Regions from separate parts of the Mus musculus genome. Here region 1 is linked to region 2. A link is a contact called in public Hi-C data. All regions are on one chromosome and are shown on one strand. The core of a region is the stretch at or near the end of the contact, and the rest is flanking DNA. Distances in the headings are between cores, read along the strand shown. Region 1 has its middle 24 kb from the start of Mybpc1. Region 2 holds the start of Sycp3 (synaptonemal complex protein 3).

Region 1 (6,748 bases), core at 3-2,502, 170 kb after region 2:
CTGACTTCAATTTCCAGCAACCACATGGTGGCTCCCAACCATCTGTAATGGGATCTGCTGCCCTCCTCTGGTGTGTCAAAAGATAACAATGTACTCATGTACATAAAATAAATAAATTAATTTTAAAAAAAGAAGAAGAAGAAGAAGAAGAAGAAGAAGAAGAAGAAGAAGAAGAAGAAGAAGAAGAAGAAGAAGAAGAAGAAGAAGAAGAAGAAGAAGAAATTGGTACTTAGGGACTCCACCCTTCTTCCCTACGTAGGGATGGAGAAGATTCTCTTCTGGGATAACCCACCCCTACACATGTAAAGTATATCCCTGTATTCTCAATCTTTAATTGCTGGGCTGCTAGCTGAATATGTAAATGTTTGTCCCTTTCCCACCTGCCCAGAAAAGACAAGCTAGGTGCCCTGGGGAAGGTCATTTAGTCCCTGGAGACTAAGGGTTGAGTAGGGAGTGTGGCTTTTTGTATAACAAAGAGCTGGTGGCTGGAGCTAGGCTGGAAGGACCAGAGCAGGGAGGCAGAGCAATAAGAGCTGCGTTGAGGGACACAATGGCAGAGAAGCTGGGTTAAGTTAGAAGCTAGCTGCACAAACAGACCAACAGCCTAATTCTATACAAATGTCTCCTTGTGTACCCCGTCTTTATTATTAAACCTCACTCGGGACCCCCAAAAGCCCTGCAATAATTAGCACTATATCATTAGGCACAGAGCAGGAAGTAGACCTTTAAGAGGGATTCAGAGGAAACAAGGGTCCTCTCATGGAAACAAGGCTTGGTGTTCAGAGAAAGTCAGGGAGAGCCCTGTCCTGGGGGCGGGGGTTGGGGGTGGGGTGGGCGGGGTGGTGGTGGGGTAGATCATGAAGGTGAGTATTTCGCTTTCTCTGCTCTCTGCCATGTGGAGACAGACACACAGAATCAGTAGATGGCTATGAATAAAGCATCCTCTGCAGACGTAAGGCCTTCCTGCTTCTTGGCCTCAGGCCTCCCAGCTTCCAGAACTAGGAAATCCAGGCAGCTGTTATTTCAGTTCTCCAGTCTTTAAAAAAAAAAAAAAAGTCCAAATTAAGCAAGAGAAGCGGAGTAATTTATTTTTAAGCTTTTCAATTTCCTGTCGGGTACCTAGAGTTTGGGGTACAGGTGGTAGCGGGATTGTGGGCTCAGTTAAGGGACTTTCCGATCAGTCTCCTTGGGTTGCATTCAGCCACAGGGAAACACCTTCACTGAACGGATGCTCACAAAGCATAATTACGGCATCATTCAGCTGGAGAAAAGCACACAGTTCTAGGCCAGACTCTAGGATGCTTGGGGCAAGCCAGTAGTTAATGATGTTGTTAGCATTTCCTCTAGGCCACACCCCACAGTTACCTAGCAACAGCTGCCCCCACATAGCCTGGCTTACTAGTAAGATCTCTCTCTCTCTCTCTCTCTCTCCTCCCTCCCTCTCCCCCTCCCCTCCCCTCCCTCTCTCTCCCTCCTTCCCTCTCTCTCCCTCCCTCTCTTCTCTCTCCTCTTTCTTACTCTTTTTCTTACCCACGCATCCCCAGCCAGCCTCTTCCTCTCTTTCTCTCTTCCTCTTTTCCTCTCCTCTCTCTCTACCCCCTTCTCCAGGTCCCAATAAACTCCCTTTTATACTAAGGGTATGGTCTATCTTATGGCTGATTCCTAAGAGGGAACGCTTTGGCTTGGGCCCACCCAGGTGCTCCCTTCCACCACCATTTAATAAAACACAACTAATGTGACTTTAGCATGGGGAGAGAGGGTGCCTACTGTCAGGCCCAGGGACATGAGATACTCCAGCAGGTTCTGAATTACCCTGAGACCTGGAACCTGTCTCTAGCTGCCAGAACAACTTCGACTACCTCAAGTCATCCTTGCTGATTATTTGGTTGGTTGGGGTTCCATTGGAATTCTCTCCATATAAATGAAATTGATCCCCCACCCCTGGAGAATTAGGGTGTGGTGGAAAGTTTTCACTGCCTTTCAGGAATTATGGGTTGGGGACAAGCAAGAGAAACTTATTCTAAGTACTACCATTTCCTTTTCAGACTCCATTTAATCATAGGGAAAGGCTAAATTGAAGGTCCCAGGTTGTAGGGGAGCTGGGGACTTCCTTATAGCAGAACGGCTTCTGTTGTGAGGCAACTGTTGTCTGAGCCCAGCCATTTCAAGGATAACTTCTCCATCTTGCTGGCAGGGTCAAACAAGTTCATGTTCCCAGGCCTAGGAATGAACACCTGTCCCACTTCTCCAAATGTTTTCTTAATTGTCTCTTAACCAATAAAATTTAGAAATTGCTGTTATCTAAACCAAGGTGCATAAGTTATTAAAAATATATAAACAATTGCCTGTTCTGCCCTAATTAACTACATGCAGCTGACCCATTCCTTTGTCCCCTTATCACTCTGAGCTCTGCACCTAATGTCTAGGAGAATGAGTTAAAGGCCTTGAAGCCAGGTGCCCTGGATACATCCCAGTCTCCAAGGAGTACTCCCTTGTCTTAACCCCTAATGTCAAAACATCATTGGAGAACACTGCAGCTCTCTCGCTCCTCCACCCCAGCTTGTGTTCCCATCCTTTAAAAAATGGTGTACAGTCTCCTTCTGGGATGCAAGCAAGGTTCAGATCCTGAACTGGCTGCTTCCCTGAGCACTTGAGAAAGTAAAGCTTTCGTTTTTTTTAAGCTTCCAACTCTTTTTTTTTTCCATTTTTATTAGGTATTTAGCTCATTTACATTTCCAATGCTATACCAAAAGTCCCCCATACCCACCCACCCCCACTCCCCTACCCACCCACTCCCCCTTTTTGGCCCTGGCGTTCCCCTGTACTGGGGCATATAAAGTTTGCGTGCCCAATGGGCCTCTCTTTCCAGTGATGGCCGACTAGGCCATCTTTTGATACATATGCAGCTAGAGTCAAGAGCTCCGGGGTACTGGTTAGTTCATAATGTTGATCCACCTATAGGGTTGCAGATCCCTTTAGCTCCTTGGGTACTTTCTCTAGCTCCTCCATTGGGAGCCCTGTGATCCATCCATTAGCTGACTGTGAGCATCCACTTCTGTGTTTGCTAGGCCCCGGCATAGTCTCACAAGAGACAGCTACATCTGGGTCCTTTCAATAAAATCTTGCTAGTGTATGCAATGGTGTCAGCATTTGGATGCTGATTATGGGGTGGATCCCTGGATATGGCAGTCTCTACATGGTCCATCCTTTCATCTCAGCTCCAAACTTTGTCTCTGTAACTCCTTCCATGGGTATTTTGTTCCCAATTCTAAGGAGGGGCATAGTGTCCACACTTCAGTTTTCATTCTTCTTGAGTTTCATGTGTTTAGCAAATTGTATCTTATATCTTGGGTATCCTAGGTTTGGGGCTAATATCCACTTATCAGTGAGTACATATTGTGTGAGTTCCTTTGTGAATGTGTTACCTCACTCAGGATGATGCCCTCCAGGTCCATCCATTTGGCTAGGAATTTCATAAATTCATTCTTTTTAATAGCTGAGTAGTACTCCATTGTGTAGATGTACCACATTTTCTGTATCCATTCCTCTGTTGAGGGGCATCTGGGTTCTTTCCAGCTTCTGGCTATTATAAATAAGGCTGCTATGAACATAGTGGAGCATGTGTCCTTCTTACCAGTTGGGGCATCTTCTGGATATATGCCCAGGAGAGGTATTGCTGGATCCTCCGGTAGTACTATGTCCAATTTTCTGAGGAACCGCCAGACTGATTTCCAGAGTGGTTGTACAAGCCTGCAATCCCACCAACAATGGAGGAGTGTTCCTCTTTCTCCACATCCACGCCAGCATCTGCTGTCACCTGAAATTTTGATCTTAGCCATTCTGACTGGTGTGAGGTGGAATCTCAGGGTTGTTTTGATTTGCATTTCCCTGATGATTAAGGATGTTGAACATTTTTTCAGGTGCTTCTCTGCCATTCGGTATTCCTCAGGTGAGAATTCTTTGTTCAGTTCTGAGCCCCATTTTTTAATGGGGTTATTTGATTTTCTGAAGTCCACCTTCTTGAGTTCTTTATATATGTTGGATATTAGTCCCCTATCTGATTTAGGATAGGTAAAGATCCTTTCCCAATCTGTTGGTGGCCTTAAAAAGCCACAGTTGCTGGTAAGAATGGAGAACAGTGTTCCAGGCAAGGGGAGGGAGCAGCATCATAAAGACCATGCAGTAGGAAAGACTTGCTATATCTTGGAACTGAAAAAAAAAAAAAAACAGAGAGAATGATTGCGTGGTGAGTCTCCCCTACCCCCTCATGTGTGAGCATGTATGTGCACTTGTGATATGTGTGTGTCTATCTGTCTGTGTGTGTGTGTGTCTGTGTGTGGCAGGGATTGACAGCCAGGGAGCTTTCCCACAATGTGTATTCACACATCTGTTCATTGAAGGTGATTCCGTCACTCCTAGAAGACAAGTACTTAGCACTGGCCCTCTCTGGGCCCTAACATCTCAGAAGTGTCAAAAAACTGAGAATTGGATCATCATTGGGAAAAGATGAGCCAAATTCCAGATAGAAGCAGTTCTTAGGAAGGAATATGGATGGCCCATGTGTCAGGCACTTCACTAGATTATTTGAGAATGTAGTTATCTGTTGGGGACATGTGGGATTACTTGTTATAGCTGCCCCATGGATCTTTTGTGTTCCCCTTCACAAATACCATCTTCACTGGGCTCTGGGCTCTGTGTCCCCGCTCATAAGCAGCTATATATGCTACCTTTTCTAGAGGGGAAGTCAACACTGGGCACAGTCACCAGGCTGAAGAAAACACTCCTACCTGGGGTTTAACACACTGAACAATACATTTACTGACATCATTTAGAGTAGAGTGGCTCAGAGGTTCCTCAAAAGAACATGGGTGACTTAGGCAGCTGCATCCCTGAAACTCCACCCCAGCATGGGTGAACAGCCATAATTTCCACTTAAGTTTCTTGCACAAGTCCACTACAGAGGGTGCCACCTCCTCTCTGCCAGCACGTGCAATAAAACCTTGGGAAGAGAGGGTAGTGAGTTGTGTAACCTTCTTGTGAGTTCCATGAGCCTCCCATTCTCTACAGGAGAAACTCAACCAATATACAGTAACAGCTGTTTTCTGTCTCTGCTCTTCAGGCCCAACTCCGACCATGGGTTCTATGGAGTGCTTCCACAGTCCATTTCCACTTTTGTCTAGCTTACTCCTATCCTCTCTCTCCTCACCCTGAGCACTAACTCCCTGCCACCCCCTCCAATCTCTTTGACTAGCCACACCCCTTGTTGTCAGTCATAGGCACTCACAGGGCCATGCTTGCCCTCTCTGACAGCCCTTGTCATAGCCATGATGCCAGGTTAGTGGGTAAAGTCTGTGAATTTCTCCCTAGAAACCTAGCTCTCTGAGAACAAGACCTCTCTCCTCATTGGAGGCCAACAGCAAAGCCTCTTCATTTACAAAGTGCCTCAAGGCAGAGTCTGTCTCTCAAAGGTTATGCTAGTCTAATCCTTGGCCTTGCCTTCTTGAAATTCTGCATAAATTTAAAAAGAGGACTCTGTGGTTTTCCTTTTCCGCTGCCCCCACAAACTGTATAGCCAGTCTTGAAAATTATTCTGTGAGCTCAAATTATTCTGACAGCTCAAGATGGTGGTGGGGACTGCTGACTCCACACAACCCACGTGTTCCCTACCTTGTTGATGAAGGTGACACTCAAGGATGGGTCTGAATCTGACTCTATCTGCCCAAGGACTTTTCTTTCCTACTCTTTCCTCCAAATTGTTTTCTCCTGGGACATCTCTGGGATAGGGTTGCATTGGTTACATTCTCTGGAATAAACAGACCTGTGAGTCATAGAGCAAGCCGATCGAGAGGGCTGCAGCTGTCAGGCATCTGTGACTTACTGTGCAATGGCATGAAAAATATCTCCCGATTGGTTCACTCCACCTTACGTCCTGCCCCCGGATTTGTAGCGTTGACATTTCTGCAGAATACTTTTATATACGTAGGAAAAAACAGCATCAGCTGCCAAAGGGAATGGGTCTGGGGCCGCTTCAAATTCAACTGAAATAATCCACTCCTTCGACATTAATTTTCAGTTTGATTTGAAGGTCACCAAGCTGTTTCTGGTCACTGGTAACTTAAAGTAGTAACAAGAAAGGATTAGACTCGGAGTCAGGAACCTGAGGCAGGAATAGATTGAACATTATATCGGAAGGAGTAAAAGGACTTTGTGAATTGACTCGCCTTCCTGAAACCCAGGAGTCTGTCTTCATGATTTAGCTTACAGCAAATAGATTCATAAAATCCTACCTTGAAACAGCCATCAAAGCAGAAAAACTTAGAGCTGCCTTTGGTGCGCTGTCCACTGGGCAAACATTTAGGTCTTAGAGCATGGCAGAGATGAACTGTGTGCCAAAAACTAGCTTCAAAAGGCATGCTGCAAAGAGATTTACTTGGGTGCTTCAGCCAAAATGTATCAGTCATCTTCTGGATGAAGGGCAGGGAACAGGAGGTGTCCCAAGGTGAGACTAGCTCTGGGCAAAGCATAGCAAAACGTTCTCTGATTAAAAAAAAAAAAAAAAAAAGCCATTGTTCGTGGAGCCATTCTTTGACTTGCCATCTGAACCAGAGCCATTACCCATCATGAGTTCTCAACCTGCTTTTCAGTTTGTTCTCTTGGGGTTGTAGTAGTGGATATCAAATGCTGTGTGCTTATGGGCTCCTTGGGAGGGCTAATCTGTGAGCGGCTAGACTCTCAAGGACTCTGTTTA
Region 2 (6,287 bases), core at 3,401-5,900:
GGCAGAGGCAGGTGGATTTCTGAGTTTGAAGCCAGCCTGGTCTACACAGTGAGTTCCAGGACAGCCAGGGCTACACAGAGAAACCCTGTCTCGAAAAAAAAAAAAAAAAAAGAAAGAAAGAAAGAAAGAAAGAAAGAAAGAAAGAAAGAAATACTAGCGGAGTCAGGTAGTGTCAGGTGTTGGCTCTTTCACATGGGAGAAGTCTCAGATTGGAGCAGTTCTATCTGATCTCTTTATTTGAGGTTAGCAGGTCTCTCAGTCTCTGCTCCATCTTTGTCCCTGAACATCTTGTGGGCAAGATAAATTTTGAGTTGAAGGTTTTGTGGGTGGCTTGATGTCTCCCTCCCTCCCTCCCTCCCTCCCTCCCTCCCTCCCTCCCTCCTTCCCTCCCTCCCTCCCTCCCTCCCTCTCTCCTCTGGAAGTCCTGTCTGGCTACAGGAGATGATCGCTTCAGTCTCTCTATCCTCTTCTGGTAGGAATTTCAGCTAGGGTCATCCCCATAGACTCCCTGTATCCTCTCCCATCCCAGGCCTCCAGCTAGTCCCAGAAATGCCCGACACACACTGATTTCCATTCGCACTCCTAGCCCTCCTAGACCCACAGAGTCAACTAACCTGGGCCCACCAGGTCTCACACTGGGCCATGCAGGGAGCATGCAGGGGCTGGACCTGTCCTCCCCCCTACATATTTGCAGCAGATGAGCAGCTTAGCCTTCGTGTGGGCCCCTTAACAAGTGGAGCATGGGCTGTCTTGGTCTCTGTTCCTTGCCATTGGATCCCCTTCTCCTAACTGGACTATCTGCTTGGTCCTCAGTGGGAGAGGATGTGTCTAGTCCTGTCAGGACTAGATGTCCCAGGGTGGGATAGTACCCAAGAGGAGAAGAGGAGGGGCTAATGGAAGGAGGGGCTTGCAAGGGTGGGACTGGGAGGAGAGGAGGGAGGAGGCTGTGACCGGGATGTAAAGAAAACAAGAAATATAATTTATTGGAGATAGAAAAAGGAACCACTGATTAAAATGAAAACAAACAAGCAATAAATAAATAAATAAGTAGGGCCTAGCACCCATGGCAGAGGTTCCCAGGAGAACCTCAGATTCAACACACTGGTGGTCTGGCCTTCTAAGCCTCCCTCTGCCCCCCCACTGCCAGTGTATGGACATGTCTTGACTCTCAATGTCCAGAGGTCACATAACAACTCTATGCTCAAAAGGAACCTTTTGTGTCAAATCTAATTCATTCATTCATTCATTTTTTTTTTTTTTTTTTTGGCCATACACTGTCACAGCATGGTCAATTCAGGAAGGGTCTGGTTATTCCTCTCCAAGCGATGTGTCATATGAATTTTAACAAAGACTTAGTTACATAGAGTGCTACTTTACTACTGTTTATAAAATGTGTCGGACGCTCCAGTGTATCTAGAAAGATTCTGCCAACAAGTACTGAGCACTGTGAAATTCACACATACATAGGCAGGGAGGAGAGAGGACAGCAAAGGAGTAAATGCGCATATAATGTTGGAATATTAAAAAAAAAAAAGTCTGTTCTGGCCGGGTGTGGTGGCACATGCCTTTAATCCTAGTACTCGGAAGGCAGAGGCAGGCAGATTTCTGAGTTCGAGGCCAGCCTGATCTACAAAGTGAGTTCCAAGACAGCCAGGGCTATACAAAGAAACTCTGTGTCGACACCCCCCCTCAAAATCTACTCTACATGACCCATCTAGCTCCAGACCTTTTCTGCTCAGCCCTCTAACGGCACAAACACATGTCTTTACAGGTGTCACTCCTGAGGTTATAGAGGCAGGCTAAACAACTCTATTTCTAAGTCAATCCCATAAGACATGCCTCCAGCTTTTTAAAAGGTGCCTGGGTGTCGTTGGTCCTCCGAGCCAGCAGCAACAGGAACCACACAGACACCAAGTCGGACCCCACCTCATCCAATCAGAATTCACACATGCTCCAGGCAGGAGCTCAGATCATTCACAGATAGGTTGACAGGGCCCTATCATGAGGAACAGTCTTGCCCGGCAGGCAGCCCACGCATGCAGCCTCACTGCGCATGCTCGGCAAGGCAGTAAACAAGTGGGTTTCACCTGGCCTCCAGCCGCATGGCTTCCCACACCTGGGCATATACACGTGTGATTTCCTGCTTCTCCTTTACCCTATGTGGGCAGTCCCTACAGCTAGATGCCTAGATTTAGCCAGAGGTTAGGTTGCAGTGGTTCTCAACCTTCCTAACCCTGCAACCCATTAATACAGTTCTTCGGCATGTTGTGGTGACCCACAACCATAAAAATATTTTGTTGCTACTTCATAAGTGTAACCTGAGGAATGACACCCAAAAACTGACCACTGATTTTCCGATCAGACATGCACACACATGCCAGAATACCTATGCACACAAATGCAGGCATGTACACACACACACACATACACACACACATGCATAAGACTAGTGAGCCTCCGTTCTCTCTAATTCAGTCTAGTTCTATAGGTCAGTGTCACCCTTCCCACAGCAAAGAAAACAAACAAGTTTGGTTTTTTGTTTTTGTTTGTTGTTGTTGTTGTTGTTGTTGAATGGACCTAGGAAACCCTATTGAAAATCATGTAGGAAATGAAGAGTCAAGCATCCCAGGATGTGTATTAGCGAGGAACAAGGTGTGAGAATTGCTGTACCACGAATTGAAAGTTCCCTAAAGTTGGAGCGATGAAAATTGTGGTTTGCACGAGGGACATAGGGAAATCTGCCAGCTGAACAACAGGAAGAGTAAACGCAGAAATTTTGGGAAACATACTTTGATTTGATCTTACGAACTGTCAAATTATCACACTACACCCCGTAAATGTAGAGTCTAAAAGGGCCAAGGAAAAGGCACCCTGACCCTAATTTAACTCCAAGCCTGAGACCAGGACCAAAGAATAAACAAAAACAAACAAAAAGACAAAACAACAACAAAACCCCACCAATTCCCTGAGCATGAAATCCTACGAATCTCTGAGCTTCAAGAGCGGGTCACAAAATCCCACCAATCCCAGAGTTTGCCTCAAGATTAGGCCAGATAATGCTCCAATCCCGGGGCACACTGAAAAGAATGCCCTCCTCCCTCCTTGCTCCGCCTCCCCACCCCGACCCCCCTACCCCAAGAAGTTTTATATAACCCTGACTTCTGCCCAGTTCCCTGCTTTTTCTCACCATAACAGAAGCAGCCGCCTTCCTGGATTTTTCCCTCCCAGTAAATCTCTTGTGTGAGGTCTGTTGTGTAGTGTGACTTTGTGGTTTTTCTTGAATCTCCACTGCCAGGATACCTTTCCCAGCAGAGCTGTAACACCTACTGGGGCAACCTCCCCTGCCTAAACAGAGTAAGGAAACTTCTGCCTGCATGAGCAGAGCTGTTTCATTTGCATTGGCAAAAGCCTTTTCCCTGAGAGCTGTATATGTACAGTTGTTCTAGCAAAATTTTTCTTGACATAAAGCTAACAGGGACATGATATATGTATGACACAGTCATTAAAGGGAGGGAACACGGTTTTAAAAAAATGTTTTATTTATCCTTCTCTCATATGTTACTCTTCCTCCCTCCTCTCCTCCCAATCCTCCCCCTCCCCCATTCACTCCTCCTCCGTTTCTGAGCACACACTTTTTTTTTTCTCCCCGTGACAGGGTTTCTCTGTGTAACCTTGGCTGTCCTGGAACTCACTTTGTAGACCAGGCTGGCTTTGAACTCCCGGGATTAAAAGTGTGTGCCAACCAAGGCCCGGCCCTGAGCACACACTTCTTAATAAATTATGAGACATCAGTTTCTATAGAAAAGGTAATATTTTTTCTTAAAATTTTAAATATTAAAATATTTTTAAATATTTTAATTAAAATATTTTTAAAAATATATTTAAAAACTTAATGACTCATGGAACTTGTAGAGGAATGATTTTTTAGCACTCAAGGTAATGATGATTTTTTATATGAAAATGAACACAGAAAAAACTCAGAAATCAAAAGCTAGCATAAAAAACCTTATAAACTCTGTTCTAGTGACTGCTGTACCATAAATCCTGTTTGCATGTTAGTCCTGGCTATCTATAATAACAGCGGTTCTTATAGCAATAATGAATAAAAAGTGAGTTGCAGAATATTATATTAAATGTTGAATTTTTTCGTTATTGCAATGCTCAGGCATAAAGAAAACTATGATGTATTGCTATATTAAAGACTATATGTGTTATCGAAACTCAGAAAATGTAAATCGGCTATGGTTTACTCCTATAATCCCAGCATTTAGGAAGCTATGGCAAGATTACCATGGGGCTTGAAGTCGGCCTGGGTTAGAGTTGAGACTCCGTATCAGAAAACAACAAAGAATCAAACAAAGACATCAGGAAACGGGAAGATGGATAATTTATAGTTTCCATATAGGTGTGAATGAGGATCCATGAGCAAAGATGGCCAGGTCAGGTGGGATGGGAGAGTCGGGTGTGCTGTGGATAAGACTTCCTAAAGCGAAGGAAGGAACAGCGGGAAAGTGCTGCTTCTCAGGGTAGAGGTGAGGTGTCCATCATGGAAGTGCCCCGCCCATCGTGTCCCTGCCGTTGGCTCCCACGTGAGAACGGGCATGGAGCACGTGCTAGGAGGCGGGGCTATACGTAAGCGTGTGTGTACCCATGGCGTTCAGCCAATCAGCAGAGAGCTTGGTCGGGGCCGGACTGTATTTACTCCTGCCCAAGGGCCAGGTTTCCTCAGATGCTTCGAGGGTGTGGGGACAGCGACAGCTCACCGGAGCCGCTGAGGTAAGGAGATGGGGGAGTGAAAGCCGGGTCGGCTTGGCCTTCGTGGGCCTGGGCCTCGGGAAGAGGAGGAGTCCCGGCCAGGGGGGAAGGCGCCACAACCAAGGCAGGCCAGTCGCCAACCATGGCCGGTGGGGGACAGGCGGGGACTGAGGGGAGCGGAGGTCAGGCCGAGGGAGTTGGGCATCCAGGCAGGAAGTTGGGGTCGGGCCTAGGGTTTAGGGAGTTGGGGTTCGGGCCTAGGCAGTCGAGGGTCCGGCACAGGACGTTGGGGGTCCGGCGCAGGAAGTTGGGGTTTGGGCTGAAGGAACTGGGGTCAGGCTGACGGAGTTGGTCGTGGCTGAGGGAGTTGGAGTCGTGGGCTCGGGCAATTAGGAGGCAGGGCCGAGGGAACTAGGAGTCAAGGGCTAAAGCAGTCGGGAAGCAGGGCTGGGGAGTTAGGGGTCAGGGCTGAGGGAAGTAGGGGTCCGGACCTAGGGAAGAAGGGTCAGGCTGAGGGAATTAAAGGTCACGGCCAACGGAGGTCAATGGGGAAGTAGGGGTCAGGGGTCAAGGGGACCTGGAGGCCGAAGCTTGGGAAGGAAGAGATGGCAGCCTAGGGGATTAGGAGGCGGGCCTAGGAAATCGGGGTTTGGGAGCTGCGGGAATTAAGGAATTAGGGGTCAGGAGCTAAGGAAGTCAGAAGGCGGCCCCTGGGGAGCTAGGGGTCATGGCTAAGGGCTCAGGGTCAGGGACGAGGGAATTAGCGGTTGGGACCTAAGGGATTAGGAAGCTGCGGTAGGGAATTAGGGGTCCAGGCCTAGGAGCCAGGGGCTAAGGAAAGTTAGAGGCAAGACTTTAGGAACTGGGGTCCGCGCCAAGGGAAATGGAGGCTGGCAGCTGGGAGTTAAGGGCCGGGCCTATCGAATTAGGGGCGGGACCTAGGGGACTGGGGGTGTGGCCTGGCAAACTAGGGGGTGTGGTCTACGGGGTGGGGGGTGGCCTAGGGAAATGGGGGTAGGATCTGGCAAATTAGGGTTGTGGCCTAGGGAAATGGGGGTGGGCCTGAGAGAATTTAGAGATGGGGTTTAGGGAATTAGGGCCTTTGTCCAAGGGGATTAGGAGGAGGTGGCATAGGTCAACTAGGAGGTAAGGAATCAGGGAATTTGGGGTTAGGATGAAGAAACTTAAAAATAGGAAGTATAGCAATTTAGGGGTCAGACTGAGAAAATTAAGTGTTTGGATATGGGACTCTCTCTGGTTTAGGATCTACAGCCTGGTCTACAAAGTGAGTTCCAGGATAGCCAGGGCTATACAGAGAAATCCTGTCTCGAAAAACCAAAAGAGAGAGAGACAGAGAGAGAGAGAGAGAATGAGAGTGAATATTAGGGATTATGAGTAAGGAGATTAAGGATCAGGTTTGAGAACATTAAAATTGAGTTGGGAATGACAGACTTAATGTTTGGGGATGAGGGAATTAAGGGTTGGGGCTGTGGCAATTAGGGGTAGTGGGTGAGGGAATTAATCTAGGGGTA

The links. Hi-C and Micro-C count contacts between places; a contact is called where the count stands out from the background.
Region 1: a contact with region 2 is called in a Hi-C map of embryonic stem cells, with 1.7 times the contacts expected there. The contact joins the enhancer-like site here to the promoter of Sycp3 in region 2. A contact is called at or near these places in 3 of 39 promoter capture datasets (cranial neural crest, hippocampal neurons and liver), 1 of 484 Hi-C or Micro-C datasets (embryonic stem cells), 1 of 115 datasets of contacts at active chromatin or transcription factors (embryonic stem cells) and 2 of 9 other capture datasets (liver and pancreatic islet).

The regions. Positions count from the first base shown.
Region 1 is chr10:88,625,924-88,632,671 of GRCm38.p6, forward strand. No RefSeq gene overlaps it. Among named protein-coding and RNA genes, the nearest start is that of Mybpc1, 24 kb to the left of the region's middle. Within about 2 kb of position 1,253, at least 13 of the 459 cell types and tissues checked have an H3K27ac peak or open chromatin away from gene starts, as enhancers often do. A contact at or near this core is called in embryonic stem cells, where this site is marked.
Region 2 is chr10:88,454,937-88,461,223 of GRCm38.p6, forward strand. It overlaps Sycp3 (synaptonemal complex protein 3), which reads left to right and starts at 4,651. Exons shown (of 9, transcript NM_011517.2): 1 at 4,651-4,776. The coding sequence starts at 4,730.